Linked DNA regions of Zea mays: region 2 is linked to region 1. A link is a contact called in public Hi-C data. All regions are on one chromosome and are shown on one strand. Each heading gives the region's core, a stretch centred on a gene start, on an enhancer-like site or on the middle of the called end of the contact. The rest is flanking DNA. Distances are from core to core; before and after follow the strand shown. Region 1 holds the start of LOC100382019 (Phospholipase A1-IIgamma). Region 2 holds the start of LOC100382072.

Region 1 (3,935 bases), core at 405-2,904:
GATAAAGAAAATGACCCAAATAAAGGATCGAGGAAAAACAAGTTGAGGAAATATATAAAATATATATCTAGCTGTTTATTTATATTCGAAAATGCAAACAGGGTACAATATGGCATACACTCCATCGTTTTGTAGTGCCTCGCGTGGCATTATTGAAGAGGAAACAACACAAACATATATATACTCTCGTCGGTCTTTCTAATTAATTACAAGATATTTTGATTTTTCTAAATACATAGTTTTTATTATATATAGTATGTCTATGTGTATAATAAAAACGATATATTTTGAAAAATCAAAACGCCTTATAATTTAAAATAGAGAGATTATTATTATTATTATTATTATTATTATTATTATTATTATTATTATTATTATTATTATTATTATTATTATTATTATTAAAACGCCTTATAGTTCAGGTCAGAATTGCTCAAAATCCTTGAGCTCCCACTTGCCTTGATCGTTCTTGACCATGTTCTTGTTGTGCGGCACCCACCAGCTCGCCGGCACATGGTACTCGTCCTTGAGCGCGTCGGCGCTCTTGTTCACCAGCGCCACGTCGCGGTCCACCAGCAGCCTGAACTTGCCGTCGCTTCCCACCTCGCCGGCGACGGCGTGCATGTAGCTCTCAAGGCTGTGGGCCGTGACAAGGTTGGGCTTCTTGAGGTAGTGCGACAGGGCCGTGTCGATGTGCAGTGTGACGCCCAGGTCATGTAGCCAGCCCATGAGAAACGGCACCCAATCTTGCTGGTTCTTGACGTGGAGGACCTTGAGGTACTTGAACGAGGTGAAGGCGTCTCTGAAACTGTCGTTCCCGACGTGTGGGCACGCGAACACGATGGCCGTCACCGGGCACGGAGGCCGCCCGCCGAGGAGGCCGGAGGAGTTCACGCCGTTGCCGACGAGGTCGATGGCGTTCAGGATGGCCAGCGCCGATCCGAGGCTGTGGCCGACGACGGTGATGCTGGTGTCTTCGTCCCTGTGGAGCTCCATCAGCCTCCTCACCTCCGCCAGAACCTGGTCTCTGGCGCTGCCGTTGACAAAGAACGCCATGTCGGAGTTGGTGTCTTTGGGCGGCTTGGGTGGCTCCGTGTACAAGGACAGGAAGCCACTGTGCACGCGGGCGCACGGGTGCCCGTGCCCGACGGAGTGGTCCTCCAGGCCCAGCGCCGGCCAGGGACACGTCGGCAGAACCTCGACGTCCTTCCACCATTCCGCGCCTGTCATCGACCCGCGCCACGCCACGACGATGTCGCGCCTCCCTAGAGCTGCCACGCCCTCGCCGTCCGTGGCCACCGCGACGTACCCTATCCAAGTGAGCTTCGAATCCTCCCACGCGTACACGAACTTGGTCACCTTGTAGTGGCTGGCGGCGGCCACTCCCGACTTGGTCAGCAGGTCGTCGTGGCCGTACTTGCAGAGGCCAACGTGCGGCGAGTGCGGCTCGTTGTTGAAGCCGTCGCCGGTGGCCGCCACGAGCTCGCCGTAGGAGATGATGGACTTGCGGAGGTCCATGTCCAGCGGCTCCAGGAGGCCCTTCCACGACTTCTCGCCCTGGAGCTCGCGCCACCTCTTGGCAATGCTTCCAGTTCCGGACGACACCATGGCTACGTTCTACGTACCTTGGCGATGCTTTTGTTGTGGGTTTCGGTTGTGGTTTCTTCGCTAGTTCGCTTCGGCTTTGGGCCTTTTTATAGCACTTACTTAAGTATGCATGCACGTCACGTCGTCCAAGCCAGCTGAGTGCCGACGACAACATTTCATTGTGATCGCATGCTTCTAGTTAACGAGGCAGATGAATGAGATGTCTTGAAAAAAAATTCTCAAGATTTTGTATATATGCCACTCGTTTCAACACAGATCTAGTTGGAAGTTGGAACAGCTTCCTAATGAACGCATCATTTTAATGCTACTTTGACCTGGCAACGCTTACTAATCATGATGCGGCGACATGTCACTTGTCCCCCATAACTACCGTACTAACGTTCACTTGTCACCGCATTACACGGTCATATACACGATGTGCTACACACAGCTTGAACCGTGGAGTGATGTACGTCGCAATATATGGAATTCGTCTTATGCCCCGTTTGTTTCGTTGGAATTGAATTCCATTTTAATAATTATAATTTAGACAAAACTAATTAAGTTCATATATTTATATATGTAATATATTTGTATATTATCCTAAATCATATGACAGAGATAGTTATATACTACATTTATGTTATAGCGAAGCAAGTAGAAGAGTGTGCTATAAGTTGTACATCGGAAAAATAGCATGTAAATCTATAGAATCAATTTCTATCTCTCACCTCATGAATTTGAGATAGGCTTATATGATAACTTTGGAAAGTGGTGGAATATTACATTCTAAAAAAATAGTTTATTTTATTAGTAAGATTTCAATTCTTCAAAATGAAAGGAAACAAACGGGACCTATAGAAATCCTCAATGACCAAATAAAATTTCAAAAACTCATTTACACTTAAATTTTCAAAACACCTGGTCAATATTAGAAATGCATCTCTATTCGAACAAAGGTTAATTTTGTCTCATTCATGTTGGTATACCGTCTCTCTATCCCGGACATTTGCATCCACTAGCGATCAGAAAAGCATATCTCTTGAACCGTTAGTTTCTGTGATCCTGCAGTGGAGGATGATGAATAAGGTTTTTGGGAATCGCTTTTCGTGCGACTGTTCCTGACTTGAATGACGGCTCATCTTGCATATCCCCTCTGTCACTGAATTATTTTACTCGTCTTCAATAACAACGCTATCCAACCATAGTAAACTATTCCACCATTAGTTAACCACTCCATGATCTAGTCTATTATTTCATCATACGTGCAGATTCAATCATATTGTTGTTCCTATTGATATTGCTCGATTCAACTAGTATGTTAATGTTATACATGTTATTACCTGAGTTTAAGATCTATATAGTCTAGAATTAATCATGAATTTGTCTAATTACTTAACAATGGTAGAATTAATTGTGAGACCATCATGGTGACCCACTTGCACACATGGGGAATGCATGGGAGCTATCCACGAGGTTACCAAATTGGGAGCTTGGCACTTTGAGAGATCCAACATGGACTTTGGGTAAACTTGAGTGTCCCGATACATCTACGAAAATCGTTGTTGATGGGAGTTTGCATTCTATATCGCATTTGAACTTTTGTATTACTTTGGTTGTGTGCTTTACATTTCTAGCATATCTTGCTAGGTTACATAATTGTTTGATGGTAAAGTCAGCAATCACTTAGCAAAATCTTAGTTACACATCTAGATAGATATCTTATATAACTTTTGTTAAATAGGCAATTAGATGCTATTTTAGTTTTGGACTAGTCAAAATGTCATTTCCACTATGCGGGCAATCAACGAAAAAGTCCAATGATCCTAGGGTTCATTGCACTAGAGGTTAGGGTTCACAATGAAAACAATGTAGTATTTCAGAGATAGGCCTATTCTTCGGGTGCCACCGGAGAACGTGCCTTGACACGTAAGGACTCAAATGTTCTGGTGCTAAGTAGCATAAGTTAGTGCTCTTAATGATTGGCATCACCTAGATGTTTGGTGGGAATTGGGAGTTCAATGATCACCCGGAAAGCTTATGGGTGACACAACTCAAGGTGTACATGGCCAGAAAGACAAAGAACCATCTTATAAAGAGCAGTTAGTCCTTAGTCCTTGCGCGGATAATAGGTAGCGACACCCTTAGACGGGTGTTCCAACAAGGACTACTAGGAGTGCTGATACCTCGGTGAAACATCGAGATATTACTAATCCTTTCTTTACTTTTAGCGTTTACATTTGAGCAATAACATTCAAGCATTTACTTTATTAGAATTGCTATGCTATTATAGGATTGAAACTTATGGTGCCAAACTTTTGATCAAATAGTTAGAAACACCTTTAGGC
Region 2 (3,935 bases), core at 697-3,196, 240 kb before region 1:
GTCAGAGGCCCAACCCTATATCCAGTGTCTCGTGTGTTTTCTCTGTCGTGCTTATGGGAAGGGAGACAGGTTCTCTACATCTTCTTGCGCCTCTACTGCTGATGGGAGAGAAGGGAGCGAATCTGGTGATCCGTGGTAACGTAGTTCTCAACACTTTCTTCCAAGTGCCTTGTTCTTTTTTTAAAAAAAAAAGAAAAACGTTTTCGAAAAGAGAAGTGAGATTCGAAAGCTTCCGAGCGCGTACGTGTCCGAATAGAATGGAGGACCCGTGCTTGAAATCGTGTCGGCGCTATTGGACAAGTATGTCGTTTTTTTTTGGACCTTTTTCTCTTGGCTCCTAACGTAATGTAGTAGTGATAATAAAAGTGTAATATGGTGGGTGGGTACAACAGCAAGTGCGGCATTTGTTGGATCTAATGATGACGGGTTTTGGTATTTTGTATTTGTATATACTCGTGTTCCCAACGTATTGTATTTTCACTATTGTTTCTGGCTTCCTTCTAGACTAGCCAGATCGTTTTGTAAAAAACAAATTTGATTATTGTTAGAAAAAAAGGAACGTCCGAACTAGACTCTTTATCCTACACCTTCGGCCTTCGCCCTCTATTTTTTTAGCTTGCTTTATTCGCCATAGAAAGTTTTGAATGTACCGAGTCTGTTGGAGTCTATACTCTTTTATTCTAAATTCTATTTTACATAGTAGCTAAATCAGTAAATTTAGTAATTTTTTGTTAATCTTTGGAGATGCTCCACCGGAGAACTTTGTAGCATGTGCTTCTGCGCGTCATAAATCTTGTACACATTGTATAAAACTAAAGTTAGCTAAAAATTTAAACACGTCTCCAAAGTTGATTTTTTTTCTTTGTTAGGCGTCAAGGCCATGCCGTGCTACCTTGTGGCCTGCCTGCCTTGTTTACCTCACTCCAACACCCACCATATATGGGTCTTTTTAGATCCATGGGGCAAAAGCAAACTGACTAAAGTTCTAAACAAAATGGACTAAAAGTTGATTAAAGCGTTTTAGCTCGTTTAGCGGCTTCCAATGGAATTAAAAGCTTTACATACATAAGCCACTCAGCAGCTGGTCCCCACACCCCACGGTTATATTAATTGTATACATACATAATCTACTTTTGGGAGTACATATAGATGTCCAAACGGGCAGCCCGGCCCGGCCCAGTCCAAGCCCGACTCGGCCCGACCCGTTTGAGCCCGGCACGGTTAGGCCCGTCCACTTAACCGTGTCGTGACGTCCGATGGACTCAAATCTCTTCCTGAGCACGACACGGTGTAGGCCCGATCGTGCCGGCCCGGCCCGAATAGCACGGCCCATTTAGTGGCTCGTGCCCGCCCGAGCCCGCAAACGCGTCCTGTCAGTCCGGGTGCGCGACGAGCATGAGCAGCATCCACGACAGCGCCAACGTCGTGGTCTCGTGCCCGCCGAAGAAGAAGGTCTTGCCCCGTCCACCAGCTCCCTCGTGGTGAGCCGCCGGTCGGTGGCCTCCTCCGTCCCGGCCAGCAGTAGCGACAGGAGGTCCTTCCCCTGGCCCGACGAGGCAGTTGGACAGGAGTCGTCGTGGTCTCCTTGCGTAGCTACTCCCAGGTCCTTCCGCTGGCCCGATAAGGCGGTTGGACAGGAGCCGCCGTGATCTCCTTGCGCAGCTGCTCCCTGAAGCTAGTAGACGCGCCGCCGCATACACGTACAGGAACGGGCCGAACGGCTCCCCAGCGCTTTCCCAGCATGGCTCCCGCATGCACGTACAGGAACGGGTCGAACGACTCCCCAGCGCTTCCCCGGCATGGCTCCTGCATGCACGTATAGTCGTACAGGAACGGCTCCGTGCCCAGATGCGCCGCCGCAGGGAAGAGAGAGCCAGCCGCCAGGAACGAGAGGGACTAAGGGAGGAAGAGTGGGTTAGGGTTTGCCGGTGGGTGTTGGGCTGGCGGCTGGGGTTGGGCCGTTGGAGTATCAGGGACTTGTGGCCTTGCGTCTTGTGGTTAAAATAAACGGGCTGGTTAAAAGGCCCCGCAGATACCGTGCCATGCTTGGGCCAGCCCAACGGACTCAAATGTCTGTCGGGCCCGGCACGCTATCCGGGCTAGGCTGAGCCTGGGCCCGCTTCAACCCGTGCCGTGACGTGCTCGTGTCGTGTTAAAATAACGTGCTTCGTGCCGGACTAACGGGCCACGTGCTTTATGGACATATATATATATATATATATATATATATATATATATATATATATATATATATATATATATATATATATATATATATATATATATATATATATATATATATATATATATATATATATATATATAGGAGTACATAACATACGTACGGCTGTTCAACGAGGACGACTAGTCTTTACGTTTGGGGGAGCATGGTCAGCATTACTATTTCGCGTTGATATTAATTTCCACCCATCCATGGACCATCTAGGCCGGTCGTCTCAGTCTCAGTCTCATCAAACGCCGTGCATCCCATTCATTCATGATACCCATACTGCTACCTACTTAGGTTTAGAGCCTGTACAGGGCTAATTACTAGTTAAACCAAACATATGTTCAGGTCATGTACAATTCCGACACCATCGTGCGCTTTTAAGTAAAAGATACAACTAAGACATACGTAGGTGCAATAAAGTTGGTAAACCTTGTGTCTTACTCACTCCGTCCTACTAGTATATCAACACTAGTATTACTGCATCGATATGTGTATGTCTAGAGAGAGCATCCATTATATTATATGACAATAACAAAAACTAGTTATTATTATATACTAGTATTTTTTTTAAAAAAATTGCTCTAAACATTCTCGAGAGGATTGTGCACTAACCTTTTAGGAGTACCATTATTCTGTTAGATGTACGTGTGATCAGTGATAATACAGACAAAGTGAAAAGGAAATGCTTGAGCTGCAAAAAAGGCATGGGCTCAATCTTCGAAACCGGGCAGCCTAAGGCCCACGCAACCTAGCCCAGCATTCCACTAGCAACACCGCCGAACCCAAGTGGGCAAGGAATGCACACTGATCCACACGAATGAATTGAATTGGGCTCAAACTCTCCCCTGCCCACTTCTGTGTCAAGTCTCAACGACCATCTTTTTTTCGCGTGGTGCCGACTGCCGAAGAACAGGCAATTACAGTAGGCCCGTTTGTTTCGTTGAATTTTAATAATTATAATTTAGACAAAACTAATTAAGTTCATATATTTATATATATAATATATTTGTATATCATCCTAAATCATACGAGAGAGATAGTTATATACTACATTTATGTTATAGTGAAGCAAGTAGAAGGATGTGCTATAAGTTGTACATCGGAAAAAATAGTATATACATCTATAAAATCAATTTTCATCCTTCACCCCATGAATTTGAGATAGGCTTATATGATAATTTTGGAAAGTGGTGGAATATCACATTCTAAAAAAAATAGTCTATTCCATTAGTAAGATTCCAATTCCTCAAAATGAAAAGAAACAAACGGGACCTAAAGGAAAATATTACAAGCTTCTACATATTCTTAAACTGGGGATTCCACAAGACTTGTCAAAGGAAGCTCACTAATAAGCCACGTAAGGGTTTCGCTCTAGTTGTTTATTCTTCCTTTTATTTGACTCTCCAAGAAATGGATGGAATTACCATTACCAACCATCTAAGAAAAGTGAATGGACGAGCTAGCTACTGCGGTATTTAATTTAATTAACCTCCACACATATCCTTTGTTATCAAATTAAACTCAGACATAATATAATGCTATAACTTTGACCTTATTCTAAAAAAACTAACCTTTGGCCATACCGGTTTTGTTGACACTGATTATTTATATCAAAACTTGAATTAATTAGCAACCCAACCTTAAAACTTTCACTAAGTTTCTCTCCCTCTATATATGCACAAGTGGCATACTAGGCTTAGGGTTG

What was found. Hi-C and Micro-C count contacts between places; a contact is called where the count stands out from the background.
Region 2: a contact with region 1 is called in a Hi-C map of leaf, with 7 times the contacts expected there. The contact joins the promoter of LOC100382072 here to the promoter of LOC100382019 in region 1. A contact is called at or near these places in 3 of 25 Hi-C or Micro-C datasets (ear, endosperm and leaf).

The regions. Positions count from the first base shown.
Region 1 is chr8:137,180,662-137,184,596 of Zm-B73-REFERENCE-NAM-5.0, reverse strand. LOC100382019 (Phospholipase A1-IIgamma) reads right to left here and starts at 1,654. Exons shown (of 1, transcript NM_001174785.1): 1 at 377-1,654. The coding sequence starts at 1,608. The coding sequence ends at 424.
Region 2 is chr8:137,419,049-137,422,983 of Zm-B73-REFERENCE-NAM-5.0, reverse strand. LOC100382072 reads right to left here and starts at 1,946. Exons shown (of 1, transcript NM_001174835.1): 1 at 980-1,946. The coding sequence starts at 1,754. The coding sequence ends at 1,374.